Linked DNA regions of Zea mays: region 1 is linked to region 2. A link is a contact called in public Hi-C data. All regions are on one chromosome and are shown on one strand. Each heading gives the region's core, a stretch centred on a gene start, on an enhancer-like site or on the middle of the called end of the contact. The rest is flanking DNA. Distances are from core to core; before and after follow the strand shown. Region 1 holds the start of LOC103636516 (plant-specific domain TIGR01589 family protein expressed). Region 2 holds the start of LOC100501536 (heat shock protein 1).

Region 1 (7,567 bases), core at 2,163-4,662, 180 kb after region 2:
TAAGCATCGGATTAAATTACGATCAGACTCTATTTCTATTCATTTTTAACTAAAATTAATTAAGGGCTCAAATAAATTGTGAAGAAACGTTTAGATCGTGATTCATTACCACCCCTAGCTAAGACTAACTACAACTATCCTCTCTAAATTTCCCTCTCATCCCATTTTTGCATCATGTCACCCAGATTCCACCCCCTACTCTTCCTTTTTCTCGTAGTGGTTCCCTCTAAACTCTCCCCTTATAACCCAATACAACCGAAAATATCATTTCTCATACCTACCGATCATACAAAAGGGCTTATCCGACTCTCTTTTGTCATTTCCTCTCCCCTAAAATAGGAGAAGCTATGTTTTCAACTAGATGGGGTGCTCCTTAAGAGCTAGAGCTAAAGCAAGTGATGCAAGAGCCTACCAAAATGGATTATAGTGGTGACACCATATTGAGGGGGGCCTCGTTTAGAGAGCCAGGTAGGGACTGCTGGGGCCTGGGGCTGCCGCTGCTCCATTCGGTAGGACACTATAGGCGGGTGATTTGGTGACAAAGGAATCACAGACGATTAGTGAAGATTGAGAGAGAAATTATTTCATTTTCTTCTTAAACTACTCTATTTCCCGTGGTCACCATATCAGCTATTGGGACTTGGGAGAGGGGGTCACCAAATCAGCTATAGGGAGAGGGGAGGGAAGGGACTGTGGTTGCAGCCAAACGCCCCCTCGCGCATGCAATACTCCATTAGGGCTTGTTCGCTTTGGAGTGGATTGAGGGGGATTGGAGGGGATTAAATCCCCTCCTATACAAAATTTGTATAGGAGGGGATTTAATCCCCTCCAATCCCCCTCAATCCACTCCAAAGCGAACAAGCCCTTATCTGACCAATGACCGAGATTATACCTGGTGAAACCATTATTCTCCGACCAATGGTGGACCCTTGAATGAGGCCCGTGGCCATAGTCCACTATCGGCCCAACGTTTCCAACCACCATGATTTTTTAGAAAGGCAACCTGACTTTGGATGTGTTCATTTTATTATATTTTAGTCTCTGGATTTATAAAAATTAAAACTATATTTTAGTTACTGATATTTTAGTTGACTTAAAAATTTTCAACTTGTCATTATCTCATATCTACCTGTTTCCTAGTGCTGGACCATGGCCCAAGTATTCGAACCTTAGCAGGCTGGGCCGATATCTGGCATGGACACTTAAGTAGCTGAATGCTTTAGACGGGAATGAAAAGAGCCGATCCTATTTGGCTTCTCTAGTATTTAGCTGAATCCACATGTATTAAGCTGAATTGCACTCTAATCTATCTCAATACACATGAATTGGAGTGAATATTAGAGTACACAAACAAAGCTTAAAGTCTGCCAGGGCTACTGTCCGCCTGGGCCTAAAGTGAGCCGGGCGATGATAATCTTAAGATTCTGCAGATGCACTGAACATTTTTTTGTTTTTCTTTCATCAGAGGGCCGGGTTGAACAGTTGATGCACGCACGTGCTATAAGACAAGACGCAGATCCGGCCAACCCACCGACCCATTCATTCTACCGGAGTTGGTGACCTACTACACCCGAGTCGATCGGTTTGTTTGTACACATGCGTGGGTAGCTAGTGTCGTCGTCCCCTGCAGGCTGCTGTTGGAAATACAGGGCAGCAGTAGTAGTTGCCCATGTCCTGCTCCAATACAGAAAAGTGATCGACTCTGTCTCTTAGCTAGCTAGCATGAGAAGCATGGCATGGCAAACCCGCAGCAGCCAACGATGCGAGCGCCACCCGCCAGCTCTCGCATCCGTTGCTTCTCTTCTCGCCTAGCTATAGTTGCCCATGCTGATCGCAGAAGACGTTGCCTACATGCTAAATACACCATCTAGCTAGCGTAGTCGTCGCTCGTCGAGTCGAGAGCACTATCCTCCACTCCTCCTGTCGCCGTCGCCGGCCAGAGACAGAGAGAGACCGACGACTTGGTTTTGCATAGAGGAGTTTAAAATAGCCAGTGCGCGATAAAGATACACTGTTTAAAGAGAGGAGTTCAAAATACAGAGTGAGATAAAGGAGTACGATGAGTGTGCTGAAGATAGTCATCCCCGTGGCCCGCCTGTCTGTTCGATCGATCGCCAGAGAGCACGTACGGCGAGGCCATCTATCGACCACCATGCACCGGGACAGGAACGGCCTCTTTCTTCTGACAGTAACCAGCAGTGTCTTTCACACGAACACGCACGGGAGTACACGTCCTAGCTTGACGGACATTAGCCCGCCACGTACGTGCGGAGAGCCCACATGATATGCATGCAACACAACACAACACCTACACCCTGCTTGATTGATACACCTGCGGTACGGCACTGCCTGTAGCTAGATCGAGAATCTTCGATCCTCTGGAAGTGCTACGAGATTTAATCAATAATCTATATATCTACTCATGATACACATGACCATGCAGGCTAGCTCCCCTGCCTGCGTACTTATAACACACATAATTACACTGGCGACGCTCTCGATATATATGTACCTGCAAGGCCATGCATGTGAGCGAGCGCGACAGATCTGTCTAATCGTCGTCGTCGTCTGAGCTCTTGGAAGCAGACGAAGGCTGTTCCTGTCCATCGGATGGATTCTTCTGCAGCGCCGACTCTTGTCCCAGATACTTCTTGTACGTCTCGAAGAACTCCCTGTTCTCCTTCTCCAGCTCCTTCCACACTGCTATAGCAGCATGTATAGTATAATAATGCCAAGAAGAGGTCAATGAGATCGATACGATCGAGTCGACTAGTAGTAGCTTTAATTTGGCGTGGACGACAACTTAACTACTCTTGAAATAATCTCGATTAATCGCTTGCTTGCAAGAGTGCCGCCTACGGCCTACCTGTGGATGTGATGACGGGCATCACTTTGGCGTGCTTCTCCAACGTCTCCATGCACTCCTCCTTGTTCAGCTTGTAGCAGATGCACTTCTCGATCAGATGCTGCACCTGGACATCAAACCCCTTGCATCCATCATTCACCATGCATGCATGCATTTGCATTTTCCAGTCCAACACAAGGCCATCGGGTCGTATACTCGTATGTATCTCAACGAGCGCGGCGGCGGCAGATCGTAGGTCCGCCCGCGCTGCCGCGCATGCACTTATTACCAGTCTGACGTACGAAGCCGCCGGTGACGAGGAGGCGGCGTCGTCGTCGTCCATGGTCGCCGCCTACGCCGAGAGAGACCGGCCGGCCGGGCCCCGCTGTGTGTCGTCGTCTATACGGCCGGGTCGGAGACGAAGCGCTAGCTAGCTTCTCTGACGGAAGCCGCCGGACGTACGTGTGGTATCTTCTAGACCTACTGGAGAGCTCGGTGATCCCGGGGACGCGGATGGATAGATGGATGGATGAAGAGGCGGACGTGCTACCGGTGGGGAGCGCGACGAGTAGCGCCGGCGGGGAGGTAGAAATAGCGGCGCGGGGGGAGAGGGACATGTGGGCGCGATCGGCGCATGTCAGGGAGTGGGGGCGAGCCGCGCACGTGGGTGCCGCCTCGCGATTCGCCGAGAGGCCGGGGAGGGGATTGTTTCGGGGGCCACGGCGCCTCGCCTTACCCTGCTTCCTTTTTCGTTTTTGGTGAAACTCTGTTGCCATCCTCCGCCGTTCCTTTCAGCCGATCACGGACGGCGTCCACTTCAGGACCGTCGGATCTCCGCACTGCAGATTGCTTCACACTAGGCGACGAAGTTAATTTTGAGCGTGCGCGACGGGAAAAAAACTACCTGTTCTGTCTGATTTTTGAAAACGAAAAAATGGGGGAAGTCCTTTCCCCCCCCTGATTCCTGGGATAACAGAACCGTTTATATAACTTTATAGTAGTACATCGCTGTAAATTTAGCAAATTTGAGCTGACAGCTCCATCGGCTTCAGTATAAAAACAAGTTTACTCCATAAAAAGCTAGTGAAACGGTTCAGATCCATTTTTTGTGGGGTTTCTCGAGACGTGCTCCACCAACTTAAGTTCGGTAAAATTAGGAAAAATTTGACCGTCATTCCCACTCAATACACAAACATATCAGTACATTATTTCATTTCTTTATTTCCTCGAAATTGTTTCTTCTTCCATGCTGCCCCTCCCCCAGCCTATCGCGTCGGCCGCGCAACAAAAGGCTAAAAAAAGAAAATAGTCACCTAGCTTGGCACACAAAAGTTCACAAAGCGCAAATACCTTCTAGTGAGTTGCTTATAAACATGGTTTTGAAATTGGATAGGAGTGGTATGGGCTGCCAACTTTTTATAGAAAAGAAAGAACAACCACAAAACAAAGGCCCTAAGCCAAAATAAGCGCTTTTAGAGTGGAAAATAGGGACACTTGCCCACAAATGCAAAGCCACACCACCAACCCCAACCATTACCTAAACACTCAGGGCCATTAACTTCAATGCTCACTATTTGATTAGAAAATATTCAACTCGCGATATTGATGTCATTAGATAATTGATAGTGGATGTACCCAACATTTGACCAATGACCCTCGAATGTTTACCTTACTCAATAAAGAAATGGATGATTAAGAGAAGATAACCTTTGGGGATAATTGAAGGAGCAAAGTAAAATGGTTGAGCAAAGTGGCAATCTCCAATAGTAACTCAATATCAAATGTCCTCTTGGTTGCATCACTTAGTTTGAACTTACTATATGTTGGTCAATTGTGTGGTAATGGCTACCAATGCCTATTCAAGGAGAACGGGAATGTTGTATCTAGAAAGGATGATAACCGGGTCACTGCAACAATCTATATTTAGTGGACTTCATTCGGATGATGCAAACTTAAAGACATGTCTATTCACCAAAACTTCACTTGGGTGGTTTGGGCATAGAAGGCTAGCTCGTGTTTGACTGGGTACGCTCAAGAAACTATTTAAGAAAGAAACGGTTAGAGGTCTGAAGGATGTTCTGTCTGAGAAAGACAAGCTTTGAATTTCATGCCAAGTCGACAAAAAAGTTGCAAATATGCATCCTATAAAAGCATTCATGTCAGCATCTAGCCCGCTAGAGCTTCTGCACGCGGAATTGTTTGATCCAACATCATATTCAAGTGTAGGTGGCAACCTATATTGTTTGGTGATTGTGGTTGATTATTGAAGGTATTACCCTTTTGCAGTAAAGAAATAATGTAGAAACCTTTCCTTTTGTAGTTTACAACTAACTTTTAGAAGGAAAGCACAGGGAAAAAGGGGAAAGAATCGGCTCTAAACTCTTTGTTTCTCTCTTACTATGTAAGATCGAGTTAGTTTTGTATGTTTTTCCTGTATTTCATCCAAATAACATACTCCAATACAATATGATAATATCTATCACTATCGAAATCTGGCTCTTTGCAGAGTGCCAAATGATTTGCCGAGTGTTTTTTCGGGCACTCGGCATTCTTTGCCGAGTGCCAAACAAAAAACACTCGGCAAAAAGTGTCTTTGCCGAGTGTTTTTTCGGGCACTCGACATTCTTTGTCGAGTGCCAAACAAAAAAAACACTCGGCAAAAAGTGTCTTTGTCGAGTGTTTTATTTTTAACCCTAGGGAAAGACAATTTAAAAATCACATTTTGAAGGAGTAAATTAAATCAATGAAAAAAAATTCAACTACAAATTTATATAATTCATCAAGATGTACTATTTATATTTTGGTCATTTCTTCATATGATAAATACTACAGGAGAGATGTATAATATTTGTGAATAATGTTAGAACCAACATGTGTGACGAATAAATGACCAAACAACCAAAAATAAACTTTTTGAGAAGTTATAGAACTTTATAGTTGGGAACCTTTTGATTTGAAGTCATCTTATCAACAAAAACTACGTCTGAATTTTAAAATTTTAAAATTCAAATTTTCGAAACGATATCAAAAGAAAAAAACCACCAAAATGAAAAGTTGTAGGTGTTAAAAAGCAATGAAATTTTGTGGTTGACAACATTTTGGTTTGAAATCATATTGTCATGCAAAACTTTGGTTGAATTTTAAAATTTGAATGTTTGAAACGACCTCGGAAGGAAAAACTACCAAAATAAAAGTTGTAGGTATTGAAATGCTATGAAACTTTATAGTCGACAATTTTTTTAAAAAAAAATTTGAAACATTCTTGTCATAGAGAAATATGTTTGAAGTTTTCAATTTTGAAATTCAAATTTTATAAACGACCTCGGATGTAGAAACTATCAATATGAAAGTTGTAGATCTTGAAAAGCTATGCAGCTTTACAGTTGACAATATTTTCATTTGAATTCATTTAGTGCCTCAAATAATTAATTTGCTATCGGTTTGTTATAATAAACGAGGAAGGAAAACACAACATAGACACAAGTGATATAGTGATAGACAAGGTTACGCGCGAAAAAGAGGTTGTGAGTTTGAATCTCACCGAACCGATCACAAAAACATGTAAATTCAGCTAAAAATGGTGAAAATAATAGGACCATGGGTTGAGGTTGTTTCTCTAAAAAGAATATTTTATTGTTGTTTTTTTATGATTCTTAATTGCGGAGTATTTTGTGCCGAAAAAATACACGGCTAAGAACCAATTTATCAAGCGTAACATTTGACAAAGTTTGTCTTTAAAATAGTAGTATTGTACGTTGCAAACAGGGCCAGAATAAGGATTGGTGTCGTACACGGTATGGCCAGCCACAGCCCACAGGAAAGGACGTTTGTCTCTGATGCGCGCTCGCTGCTCATACAGTCAGTCATTAGTACTACGGTACTACCGTTGAGCGGGGTACAGAGCCTGCCTGCCCCGGACAAAAAAAAAAAAAAAAATGGCGAACGGAGCTTCGTCTCGTCCGCTCCTGGAACATGGGAACCGCGGCCGGGTGGCGCGGCTTTTTGTTCGCGCCCACTCTGTGTCATCGGCCCTTGATCCTGAGATCTCCCGCGCACGCGCGTGGCGCCTCGCCATTGGTCGGACAAATTGCGTCCGTGCATATAATTGGACGACTCACCCACACACCACACCGGCCGCGCTGTACGACTAGTGCTGTCAATTGGGCCGGGCTAGGTCAGTCCAGTGCATGCTCATCGTGCTTCGTGCCAAACGAGTTCGAGCAAACAAAGCTCAAAAGATTTTTGGGCCGTGTCGTGCCAGCCCGAAGTGTAAAAACAGTGGTTCAGTCCGGCCCTAAACCACGTCGTGCCTTCCTTGACCGTGCCGGCTCAAGCCCGGCCCATATATTTGACCACATAAAATCAAAATATTGCAATCATATAAAGTTCATAGCTTACTAAATTAAAGATATTAAACAATTCTAGAATCGTTTGACCACATAAACTTCAAATATAACAACAATATAAAGTCGATATCTTACTAAATTAAAGAAATTAAACATATTAGGCTTAATTATGACCCAAGCCCGGCCCATCTATGCGGGCCGTGCCAGGGTCCCGACGGGTCGGAAATTGAGGCCCGGCCCAAGCTCGTCTTCGGACCGTGCTAGCCCGACGCAAATTATTTCGTGCCGGACCGTGGTTTAAGCTCATATTTTTAGGTCGTGCTCGTGCTGGCTCGAAAAGACCGGCCCATATTCCCAGCGCTGTGTACGACCGAAC
Region 2 (6,631 bases), core at 2,760-5,259:
TCCAGTACTCTATCATTCTCCACGCCTTTAGGATCCACGGATCCAGCAAGGGCATAAGCCAGCAACCTCCGAGGCGGTCGGGCGGGTTCTGACTCAAGCATCTGCCACCGCCAGTCCGACCTCTGCCAGTCCACCTCTAGCCTCCCTGTGACCCTGCAACAGCAACACGCGCGCGTCCAGCACTGGCACCACGCCACCGCCCATGCAAATCCGCCCCTGTCATTACATCTTCTCCCAAGCTATACAACTTCCTCAACCTTATTCTCTTTTTTTCTTATTCATAGGCGAGGGCGGAGCGTCTCTCTGACCAATGGGCAGCGACTGTCTGCTGCCCTATGCCCGTGATTCTCCTCTATTGTGAGAAATTGTTCTCGAATGTCTGATCCCCTTTCCCTACCTGTCATCGTTTCACTGGATTGTTTTAAATGTTACTACTCGTTCTTAAATATTTATCGTCAGCTAGTTCATTTTTGAACTAAATCGTAAAAAATGAAAAGACAGAGTAGCGCATCTTTATATTTATAGAGTGACCGGGACGTTAATTTTACGGAGTTCCGCCACTGCCTCTTTTTCCACAGTTGTGGTGGCATCGCTGCTCTGAGTTTATTACTTCATCCTAATTATCCAACAGTCCTAATTATCACCTGAACTGTATACTGCTATTTGCCGTAAAGGAACTCTTACATTCCAAATTATAGTCTGTTTTAGCCGGAGGGAGTAACTGCGTGCTCTGCGGCTCTTCGCTCCAGATGAGTTCTGCTGGATTCACGCATCACATGACAATGATAAATATTACTAACATATTTTGTCTCTCAATGGATCAAACATCCAATTTTAGATTAGTTTTCATCACAGAATTTTAGATTAGTTTTCATCACGGAGGCAGTGAGGTGAATCACAAACACTGCTGCATTCGTCTGTCCTGTGCAAATTATGCAGTGCCTCGTATTCACATCATCACTTGCATGACAAGAGTACCTGTTTAACATGAAAAGCAACGATACGAAACAAGGCGACCAACACATGAATTGAAAAAAAACAAATTAGGAACGAAAACTTATTTATTTCTGAGAAGTTCACCACAGGCCGCAGCTATTGCGACCACACCTCACAAACAACCATCAGAGTTCAGGCACTTCACACCTCACCAAACCAAACCTCGAACACTAACCAACTTAATCCACCTCCTCGATCTTGGGACCAGCACCGCTCCCACCAGACGGGGCATCCTCATCCATGCCAGCAGCAGCGCCCATGCCCGCGCCCTCGCCCTGGTACATCTTCGCGATGATGGGGTTGCAGATCCCCTCAAGCTCCTTCATCTTGTCTTCGAACTCCTCCACCTCAGCCAGCTGGTTGCTGTCCAGCCAGCTGATGGCGCCGTCAACGGCATCTTCGATCTTCTTCTTGTCCTCAGCGGGGAGCTTGGAGGCGATCTTGTCGTCCTTGATGGTGTTCCTCATGTTGTAGGCATAATTCTCGAGCGCGTTCTTGGCGTCCACCTTCTTCTTGACCTCCTCGTCCTCTGCCTTGTACTTCTCAGCCTCCTGCACCATCTTCTCGATCTCCTCCTTGCTAAGCCGGCCCTTGTCGTTGGTGATCGTGATCTTGTTCTTCTGGCCGGTGGTCTTGTCCTCGGCAGAGACGTTGAGGATGCCGTTGGCATCGATGTCGAAGGTAACCGTGATCTGGGGCACGCCGCGGGGAGCAGGAGGGATGCCGGAGAGTTCGAACTTGCCGAGGAGGTTGTTGTCCTTGGTCCTCGCGCGCTCACCCTCGTACACCTGGATCAGGACGCCCGGCTGGTTGTCGGAGTACGTGGAGAAGACCTGCTCCTTCTTGGTCGGGATGGTGGTGTTCCTCGGGATCAGCACCGTCATGACGCCACCTGCAGTCTCCAGGCCGAGAGACAGTGGCGTGACGTCGAGCAGGAGCAGATCTTGTACCTTTTCGTTGCCCTCGCCGCTGAGGATGGCAGCCTGGACAGCGGCGCCGTACGCCACAGCCTCGTCGGGGTTGATGCTCTTGCACAATTCCTTTCCGTTGAAGAAGTCCTGCAGCAGCTGCTGCACCTTGGGGATGCGGGTGGAGCCACCGACGAGCACGACGTCGTGCACGCTGCTCTTGTCCATCTTGGCGTCGCGCAAGCACTTCTCCACAGGTTCCATGCACTTCCGGAACAAGTCCATATTGAGCTCCTCGAAGCGAGCCCTGGTGATCGTGGAGTAGAAATCGATGCCCTCGAACAGGGAGTCGATCTCAATGGTCGTCTGGGCAGTCGATGACAGCGTGCGCTTGGCGCGCTCGCACGCCGTGCGCAGCCGGCGCAGTGCACGGGGGTTGCCGCTTATGTCCTTCTTATTCTTGCGCTTGAACTCTTGGACGAAGTGGTTCACCATGCGATTGTCGAAGTCCTCGCCGCCAAGGTGAGTGTCGCCCGCAGTGGCCTTCACCTCGAAGATGCCCTCCTCGATGGTGAGGAGCGACACATCAAACGTGCCACCACCAAGGTCGAAGATGAGCACGTTCTTCTCGCCGGAGCTGGTGGCCTTCTTGTCAAGACCGTAGGCAATAGCAGCAGCAGTGGGCTCGTTGATGATACGCATCACATTGAGGCCCGCAATGACACCGGCGTCCTTGGTGGCCTGCCTCTGCGAGTCGTTGAAATAGGCCGGCACTGTCACCACTGCGTTCTTGATGGTGGAACCAAGGTAGGCTTCAGCAATCTCCTTCATCTTGATGAGGACCATGGAGGAGATCTCCTCAGCAGCAAACTGCTTCTCCTCGCCCTTGTAGTTGACTACAATCATGGGTTTGTCACCAGGCCCTGGGATGACCTTGAACGGCCATAGCTTCATGTCACTCTGCACTGACGGGTCAGAGAACCTCCTGCCGATCAACCGCTTGGCATCTGCATTACAATGAAATGAGCAAAGACTATGTGAGTAACACTGGTCAACACTAGGGAGAAGGCATCGAGCAAGATACGTATGTAAAGAGAAGCAATATAGTGTCAGTTGGTAGATACTAGATACCATCAGGAGGTAAGGAGAGCAACAAAAAGGAAACTCTTTATTTTTAAATTTTGTTACAACAAACAAGCAGATCAATGCATCAAAATACTGTCAGTACTTATTTCTTCAGACAACAATATTTAAAACAAGTGCATCTGATCTTGACTTATGGTCACAATAAAGGAGCAGAGATAAACATCAAAATTTCGTCATTTATATTTATTCCTTCAGGCGTTAACAATTTAACAGCACACAAACAAAAACAGAATAGGAATATCTAATTTTGGCAAATAATAAGCTCTGCAGACGAACAAATTATTATAGTATCGCCTATAATATGAATCCCTATACTATTGACCCATGTAGTATGAAGCCTGTGCCTAAATTAACAGCAAACTTCTGAATCCAAGTGCCCTATAACACCAACATGTGCTTAAATAAATACCGCTAAGCACCAAATTACACATTTCTCGTATTGCTGTGTAGGTTCTATCTTCGTTTCGTACTACCATGTCCCTATATTTTGCTGCTACAAAGGACGGCAAGTAATCAGCACAGGCAGAACACGATTTCAGAGTGTAATTCTAGATCCAGCTAAACCACTCTCAGCAATCACCACACAAGAGAGCATTCAGAGAAACGTGGCAGTAACAAAGGCAGAGGGCGGAGTGAGCGCGTACCGAAGACGGTGTTGGTGGGGTTCATGGCGACCTGGTTCTTGGCAGCGTCGCCGATGAGCCGCTCGGTGTCGGTGAAGCCGACATAGGACGGCGTGGTGCGGTTCCCCTGGTCGTTGGCGATGATCTCCACCCGGTCGTGCTGCCACACGCCGACGCACGAGTAGGTGGTGCCGAGGTCGATCCCGATCGCCGGACCCTCGCTCTTCGCCATTGCCACTAGAAACGCTCTCTCGAACGAAAGGAGGAACCAAAACTAGTAGGGGTGGTCGAGATCTAGAGAAATCGCAGAGAATTCGGATTGCTTGCTTCGCTTTTGCAATGATGGTTGAGGAAGGGAGGAGGCTGTGCGTGGGGTTTTATCGGGGGTGACGTGGTTTCGAGAACGTTCGAGCCCGGCAGAGACCGACCGTTGGATCCAGAACGAAGGGGCGTTCGAGAAGGGTCTGGAGGGGAGGAAGACGGGCAAATAGGGACGTGACGTGACGAGCAGGCACGCACAGGTCGGCGAACACAACCCCCGGACTGGGGCGCTGGGGCCTGGGCCCTTTTGGTCGCGCGTTGTCTGGTGCTTTCCACTGTGTTCTAGACTTTTGTAGTCGATGGCTCTATGGCAGTGGACAAAATGTACTCATCTAGTTTGGCAACCAGCTTGTTCGATTACGTCTAAATTAAAGAGAATTGGAGAGAACTTAATCTCTCTCAAATTAAAATTAAATAAAAAAGATTTAATCATTCTGAACTTTCTCAGATTCATACGCATTCAAACAAGGACTTAAACGTTGCGTACAGCCTTTACTATCGATTTATAGTTTTCTCAGCGCAGCAACTTCTCTTTACAGAATTTTATTTAAAATAAAACTCGACATTTCATGAAAAAACATCCAATCACATAATTAAGCAAAAAATACAATTCAAACAGATTATAAAAACATTTCAAAAATAAATTTTACGTATAAACCTGATATAGTACTATTCTTCATAGCCGTCGTCCACTCCCACATCTTCCATGTTTTTTATCATCTAATTTAAATTATTTGATCAACCTTTTCAAGACAAACTTATGGGCTCTTTTTATATCATCGTACATATCGAATTATCGATGGTGGAACGATCTAGCAACTGAATTGCTCAAACAGTTTTAATTGAATCACGGCTTACCTTGTACAGTGCTGCTACTTGTTACTGATCTCTTTTCTTTTACGTTGAGCACGTGCACTATCATGCACAATAGGGCGTGTTAGGACAACAGTGACAACTGAAATAGAGCTATAATCAACATCCAAATTGAGATGGAATCCATCGTCGTCTCCGAGTGTAGTACCCAAGATTTGTGGAAATATGTGATTTCGTTTAATTTTATATTTATAAGTATTATGTGCTTGAACAGACTAGACAACATAATAGTTAATAAAAATTGAAATAGAACTTGAATCCATGTTGTTTTTATGTTGTATTTAATTGTGCTTAAGTTAAAAAAAACTAGAATTTGAATCAAGTTGAAACGTGAAAAACAATAGGAGATAGAAAACCGAAATAAAACCTAGCATCACGTGGAACTTTCGATTTTTGCCTCCAATATGAATTTAAACCCAAACCTCGTATTCAAAATCAATTGGAAGTTTGAAACTGAGATTTTAAACAGAAAAAAGAAAAAAAAAGTGATTACATAATTGAAAGTTGCCTATAGAGGGTGAATAGACAAGCGAAAACTTTTTTAACAAAAACTAGAAACGAACTAGGTAAAACCGGTTCAACCGGTTTGCACGAGCTCAACTAAAGAATGAGATATAAAACTAAATTGATCTCGAAATTCACCCAGTTAACTTAAAAAATAAAATGTTCTAGATGATCCATAGGGTTCAAAGTAGTAGATCTGAGAAGGACACTTCTCAAAATCCACACACCAAAAAGATATGAACAAATCTTCCACGGAATGGTGAGAGAACGAGGAACACGAACAAACACAATGAACAAGAACACAAGAGACACAAGATTTATCCTGAGGTTCGGTCACACACAAAAGGTGCCCTACTTCCTCGTTGAGGCGCCCACAAAGAGCTGGATCTCTTTCAACCCTAATTCCCGCTTCGCCGACCACAAAGGTCAAGCCCGCACACTAATCTTTGCTCAAACAAACGGGTAATACAAACTTTATTGTGGTCTTCCACAAGATTTGGAGACTCACAAGAGGCACCTACATAGTGTTTGGATGGAGGGACGAGGAAGGATGAAGAGGGATGTGATGAGATCATTCTAACTTAACCCGCGTTTGGTTTGGAGGTCCAAAGTTATGGTCAAGTAATATTCTTAAAAAATGATGGATGAGGCCATCCCTCAAAAAATAAGGGACGGGGTCAGCCCAGGGTTGATCCCGTTCCATCCCTCCTTGACACTGAACCAAACACTGCCCTAGTCGTTTAGAAGCTAGAAGCTCCAAGAGTAACGAGTCCACAAAGAACTCAATGTAGTACTAAAGCTCGAATGGAGAAGAGCAAGAGGGATTTAGAGATGAAAAACAAAAAAACCGCATCTCTCAAACTCACTCAAAGATTTCTCTTCAAACATTTGAAATGGGAGAGGCAAGAGATGTGTGAGAGAGAGTGGAAGGTGTTTCTCAGGTTAGAAATGGAGTTCAAGTCGTGCTCTTGTGTGGGGAGAGAGGTAGGAGTGAGTATATATAGGTGGGCCATCAAAACTAGCCATTAGGATGAATTTCCCTGGTTTGACTATCAGCCTGTCTGCCAGTCTGACTGGCAGACTGCTGCACAGTCTGGTCAGTGTGACAGAGACCGGTTGAACCGCCCTGGGGAGGCGATTGAATCGCCCTGGCAGACTGCTAGACAGTCTGAGCAGAGGAGTCAGAGACCGGTTGAACTGCCCATGGTGACCAGTTCAACTGGTTTTGACCAAAAGGTTTAGGAGAGAAAACCCCACTTC

The links. A called contact is a pair of places that touch in the nucleus more often than the background predicts.
Region 1: a Hi-C map of bundle sheath shows a contact between it and region 2, with 2.1 times the contacts expected there. The contact joins the promoter of LOC103636516 here to the promoter of LOC100501536 in region 2. A contact is called at or near these places in 2 of 25 Hi-C or Micro-C datasets (bundle sheath and ear).

The regions. Positions count from the first base shown.
Region 1 is chr8:175,617,292-175,624,858 of Zm-B73-REFERENCE-NAM-5.0, forward strand. It overlaps LOC103636516 (plant-specific domain TIGR01589 family protein expressed), which reads right to left and starts at 3,413. Exons shown (of 2, transcript XM_035961938.1): 1 at 2,867-3,413; 2 at 2,393-2,700. The coding sequence starts at 3,188. The coding sequence ends at 2,552.
Region 2 is chr8:175,433,920-175,440,550 of Zm-B73-REFERENCE-NAM-5.0, forward strand. LOC100501536 (heat shock protein 1) reads right to left here and starts at 4,010. Exons shown (of 2, transcript NM_001196236.1): 1 at 3,695-4,010; 2 at 1,047-2,911. The coding sequence starts at 3,905. The coding sequence ends at 1,176.